2 separate regions of the Mus musculus genome follow, and region 1 is linked to region 2. The links are chromatin contacts, called in public Hi-C maps. All regions are on one chromosome and are shown on one strand. The core of a region is the stretch at or near the end of the contact, and the rest is flanking DNA. Distances in the headings are between cores, read along the strand shown. Region 1 has its middle 17 kb from the start of Dmp1. Region 2 holds the start of Sparcl1 (SPARC-like 1).

Region 1 (2,700 bases), core at 121-2,620, 110 kb before region 2:
ATCACCATGATAGCATAACACCATGTTGCTATGACACCATGACAACATGTCACCATGACAGCATGTCACCATGTTACCATGACACCATGTTACCATGTCACCGTACACCTTAACACTGACACACCATGGAACCTTGACACCACACCAGCTTGATACTGTGTCACCATTACACCAATCACCTTATCACTGCCACACCAAGTCACCATGTCACAATGGAATCACACGCTATGGCTTCTGTCTAGGTCCTGATGTGGATTAGACACGTTCTTGGATCTATGCACCCCAACTCACATCTGGAAACTGCCTTTTTCTAAGTGTGTGCTCAATAGACCCATTTTAAGTTACTGGATCTTGTCCCACTGATAACATTGGGTCGGTCCGAGTTAGGCAAGGCAAAATCTTTCCCTAGACCTGACGAAAACCGAAATCATCTGTGTTGGTGGATATGTTGTGTCTGGATGTTGGTAGCCATGCTTCTCTCCATACATGTCAACAAAAGTAGGAAATGCCTGTGGCTGAGGAAGAGGAGAGAAGCATACAAAAGGTAGAGGACAGACCCAGAGCAGGAGGCAGAGCTCCGGGAGCAGGAGGTGGAGCTCTGGGAGCAGGAGGCGGAGCTCTGGGAGCAGGAGGCGGAGCTCTGGGAGCAGGAAGCAGAGCTCCAGTGATGTCTCCCTCCTTGGGCTTCTTGTATTTCATTCTAGTTTCCTTATGATAAGTTACTTTTTAAAATTTTTTTATTTTTTGGTTTTTCGAGACAGGGTTTCTCTGTGTAGCCCTGGCTGTCCTGGAACTCACTCTGTAGACCAGGCTGGCCTCGAACTCAGAAACCTGCCTGCCTCTGCCTCCCAAGTGCTGGGATTAAAGGCGTGCGCCACCACGCCCCGCGATAATTTACTTTTTAAATTCTTTCCATCGCTTAAAGAGTCCTAACTAACACACCATGGCAACCTCCTAATCGTGCTTCTTGCTTCCTGTCTCTATGTTGTGTGCCTCTGTGAGGAAAGCAAAACTTTATCTCTATACTTGGGTTTTTCAGCCAGACCTGAGAACCTAGCAGGGGAGTGAAGATCCGGAGGTATGGAGTTGAACACAAACACTGAATTGCACAGAGTAGAAAGTCGAGGGGACAGAACAAGGCAAGGGGGCTCGAGGAGGGCAGCTATCCAGGTAGAGAAGTAACAATGAAAATGAGGTTAATGTCAAAGGCATTTCCTCCTGCTTCCCTCGATAAGCACTACCCTTTCCTTTTGGCAAGGGCATCTTTTACATATGAACTTTTTCTTCTGCTCTCAAGAGACAGGTGAGAGCAGAGTGAGCATTATCCCCACACAGTTGATGCAGCGGCGTCATCTGAACGGCAAATTTAGGGCTGGTGTATCCTAAGCCCTCATCTACTCACAGGCAGGTAAAACGACTCAGAGGATGAAAACACCAGACTTTAGTTTAAACAGTGGGAGCTTTTTCGATAATAAAGTGGACACTTGCAAAGGAGAGTTGATGCGGGGTGTTCGTTTATTTAACTTTTTTTTTTTAATTATTGATTTTTGCTACGTACAGTAGAGGAGGCAGAAGGACTGAGAGGCAGAGGCGATGGAAATGGTGTCTTCCTCACATATCAGCCTGACACACATATGAACTCACAGAGATTGTGACAGCATGCACGGGAATATATAAAGTTATTGGTGACAGATAAAGGACCAGGACCTTCCAATATAAGAACCTCCTGTGCTCTGGATCCCGTGATCCTCAGGGATGGGGGTGAAGGGGTCCGGATGTTCAGAGGCTACAACAGCAGGCAATGCTGCCATCTTCTGGAGATTGTAGAAATTACACCATTGGGTCATTTTCATTCAAACGTTAGCTTCAGGAATGGAAGATTTATGAAGAATCATACTTTTTAAAAAAAGAAATAAAGATTTGGGTATGGTGGTGTACATAGGTAATCCCACTACTTGGCAGTCTGAGAATGGTCTACAGTTAGAGGTCATCCTGAGCTGCACAGTGAACTTGAAGCAAACCTGGGAGAGGGAGGAAGGAAAGAAAGAAGGGAGGGGAAAAGGGAGGGATGGAAGGAGGGATGGAGGGAGGGAGGTTGGTTCCAATTACATATAATGATAATGTTCATCTTTTAAAATCATAATGATATTGTTAACTTGTAACTCTACACTGAACTCTGGAAAGGCTGCAATTTAGGAATTGTTGTGTCGTCTTTGAGTGAGCTGCGTTTTTTGCTCTCACATGGTAGCACCAAATTATCAGCATCAAGCCAAAAAACCTAGCTTAGTTAAACGTACTTTGCGTAGAAGATACTCCAGATCCTGTGTGATTGTTTCTCCACCCAGACTGGCGAGAAGAATAACTGTAAGGGATCTTGATGGATTTTGGATTAGGGGTGCTCTTCTTGCTTAGTTAATTCAGAACAGAGCATCTAAGGTTGGCAATCAGCAAAATGATATTAGCACAAAAATGTTTGCAGCTTCACCACTAATATTGTTAAGGGAAAAGAAGAAAGATGAAAAGATCATTTGGGTAATTTGTGGGGATGTGAAAACTATAAAACAGGAGAAGACATGTATATTGATAAACACGTAAAAATGACTCTGACTGCGACTATGAAAACTGTCCATGTTTTCAGAGCATAGCCAAGAGGCCAAACTGTGTCTGCTGCTGGGTAAATGACATCAGGAACCTTCTGCA
Region 2 (2,700 bases), core at 146-2,645:
AGAGAGAAGCGTGCAGATGTGTGCAGAGGCCCTGGAAGAAACAAACCCTTGTCCCTTCCTCAGAGGAGCTGCTCACACTCCAAACCTGAGCTGAGGAAAAAACATCCCATTGTCTGAGGCTTCAAGACGTCACATCCTCGGCCCTTTCTATAATCCTGATCCCAGACACGTGCGCCCTTCCCAGCTGGAAGGGCTCTGGCTCACTGCCCGGCTTCCTCTGCTCCCAGACTTCCCTGCTGCACGACAGAGATAAGTTCTGTTACCTTTCTCATTCTGAAAATCAGTGCGACGAATGTTCTGGGGTCCGTAGAGCGAACCGGCTGAGGCACGTCTGCAAACTTGTATAGCTCAGGGTTTTTATTTGCTTCACTTGGCTTTTGCTTTTATCAGTCTGGTTGCCTGTTGACTTTGTCACACACTCAGAGAGCCTAAATTACGTTAAATAACAACTTCTCATCCAGTGTTAGTGGAGAGTGTATAGTATCAGAAGCATTTGGGCTAGTCACCTGGAGAAGGGGGTGGGGGGGCAGTATCTCTTCCTCAGCGAAATGCCTGCTCAGTTGGCTAACACAGGCGGGAGGCAAGGAGAGTACCACCTTGCTATTACAGTTAGAGACCCGGGAGAAAGCGAACGTTGCTGTCGTCTGACATAAACCAAAATAGTTAACATTTGTTGAGTGTCTACTACATGGCAGGAGTTTTATGCAGTTGGTTTGCATCAAATTATTGAAACTCAGAACAATTGCCTGTGATAGACCTTATAATCACTCCTCCTATATCTGTAGCCTCATTTTATAAATAAGAAAGCAGATGCTGAGAGAGGTTATTACTAGCTCCTGGGTGTACAGTTAGGGTGTGGGAAAGTCAAGAAGAAAATCCAAGCTGCCTGTCCTTAAATCCTGTACAGTTAACATTACTCTGTACTATCTTTAAAATGGGAACGTAGTAAAACCTCCAAAGACTTGTCAGACTCCACGAACACGATGCATTGAAAGCTGTTAGCGCAGGGTCCGACACACGATAAATGTGCAATAAATACAGACACAACCATTGAAATGATTACACACATACATATACAGAAGCAGAGCCAGGCCTACTGCTGCTCCTCTAAACTTAGTACCCAGGAGGCAGAGGCAGACGGATCTCTGTGGGTTCCAGATTAGCTCGGGGCCAGGTAAATAAATAAATAAATAAATAAATAAATAAATAAATATTTACATGCCTTGATAGATGAATGCCACAGTGCAAAGTCAGAAATAAGCACACAGGAAGACCTCTTCTTGTACAGCCCGGTGCCATCATAGGCTTACAGAGGATGACTGACTGGGCTGGGCAAGAGCAGGCTATGAATCACAGCTTCTCTAAATCAGCATGCTCTAAAGAGCAGCAACTTCATTTTCCAGAGCTGCTTACGAGTAGGACGGTTAAAGCAGCCGGAACGGTTCTCTGTTAACGTTCAGACTGCGGTCATGAGGACAGCTTCCAATCGAGCAATATAAAAACGCATCTGCTGCAGTGATCCTTCTGTCCTTTCACCCTGGCTTTGCAGTCGCCCTAGGAATAAACAAGAGTGTGAAGCCTCTCTGCAGTGTCTCAGAGTCACAAGCCCCAAGGGATCCCAATCATACGATCTCTCAGAGTTGTTTGAAAAAAAAAAATTGCATGAAGAGCCAAATGCTTACACTCTGGCCAAGTTAGGAGCCTATGAGGAGGAGAGGCTAGGGGAGGGCCGTTCACTCCATGCATGCTGCAGAATTAGCTCTCTCCCTCTGGGTCTGCTCTGCTGCAAAGCTCAGCAGCACGGAGGGAGCGAGATCCAGGAATCTGCAACAGAAACCATGACAGCCTGAAACACCCTGTGGTGCCAACCTCCAAATTCTCATCTGTCACTTCAGACCCTGACTGGCTGACAGAGCAGCAGAATTTCAACTCCAATAAACGTGAATGTGCTTCTAGGCAAAGCAGCCAAGCTGACGAGGGAGGGGGGTGGAAGAGCTAGCTCCTCTTGGGCATTTGTCAAACTTTTACCTCCTGGCTGTGTGCAAGGAGGGGACTCAACTTCGGCTTCAAGCTACCAAGGCTCTGGATCCAGCCACCTCTCCGCAGGTAAATGTTAAATTTGCTTATATTGCCCAACTGCATGCGTTAAACTGACTTCCCTGATCTAAAAAGACTGCTTGATGATTCTGCTTAAATAATTCAAAGCCATGTGTTTATTTTTATAATCCCATTTGGAGTGATTTATATGAAGGAAAAAGGAGAATTTTACTTTGTGTGGCCATGTCTCTTTTCCTCCTACAAAATTAAATGTCGAGCACTAATAAACCATAGTTTTCGTAATGGCCAAACCAGAAGTATAGATTTCAAAATTTTAAAAAATGTGTGTTTGCCATGTTTAAATTACCTAACTGTATCTGTCACTGTCATGGGCCTGACAGCTGTGTAGAAGTAGAATGCTTTGTTTGTTTGTTTGTTTGTTTTTCAGTTAGGAAATATCTCTAACAGTACATTCTTCTTCGGTTACTTTCATATTATCCTTTCCCTCACAGTTTTCACAGATCTCTCTCCTCCTGCTACCTATCATTTGTTAAGAGGTGACAAGGGGACAGGGAATATGCCCGGTTCCTCATTACATCCTCTCTAGAAAAACACAATGCTAAAGGAGAAGTCAGGGCTAACAACTGTGCTGTCTTTGAGAAG

The links. A called contact is a pair of places that touch in the nucleus more often than the background predicts.
Region 1: a contact with region 2 is called in a Hi-C map of cerebral cortex, with 10 read pairs. The contact joins the enhancer-like site here to the promoter of Sparcl1 in region 2. A contact is called at or near these places in 3 of 39 promoter capture datasets (the 3T3-L1 cell line and 3T3-L1-derived adipocytes), 7 of 484 Hi-C or Micro-C datasets (astrocytes, cerebral cortex, cortical neurons and 4 more), 2 of 115 datasets of contacts at active chromatin or transcription factors (cardiomyocytes and embryonic stem cells) and 2 of 9 other capture datasets (adipose tissue and pancreatic islet).

Annotation. Positions count from the first base shown.
Region 1 is chr5:104,218,186-104,220,885 of GRCm38.p6, reverse strand. No RefSeq gene overlaps it. Among named protein-coding and RNA genes, the nearest start is that of Dmp1, 17 kb to the right of the region's middle. Within about 2 kb of position 1,370, at least 9 of the 459 cell types and tissues checked have an H3K27ac peak or open chromatin away from gene starts, as enhancers often do.
Region 2 is chr5:104,112,783-104,115,482 of GRCm38.p6, reverse strand. It overlaps Sparcl1 (SPARC-like 1), which reads left to right and starts at 1,395. Exons shown (of 11, transcript NM_010097.4): 1 at 1,395-2,106. LOC330143 (a long non-coding RNA gene) reads right to left here. Exons shown (of 3, transcript XR_003955771.1): 3 at 1-2,700.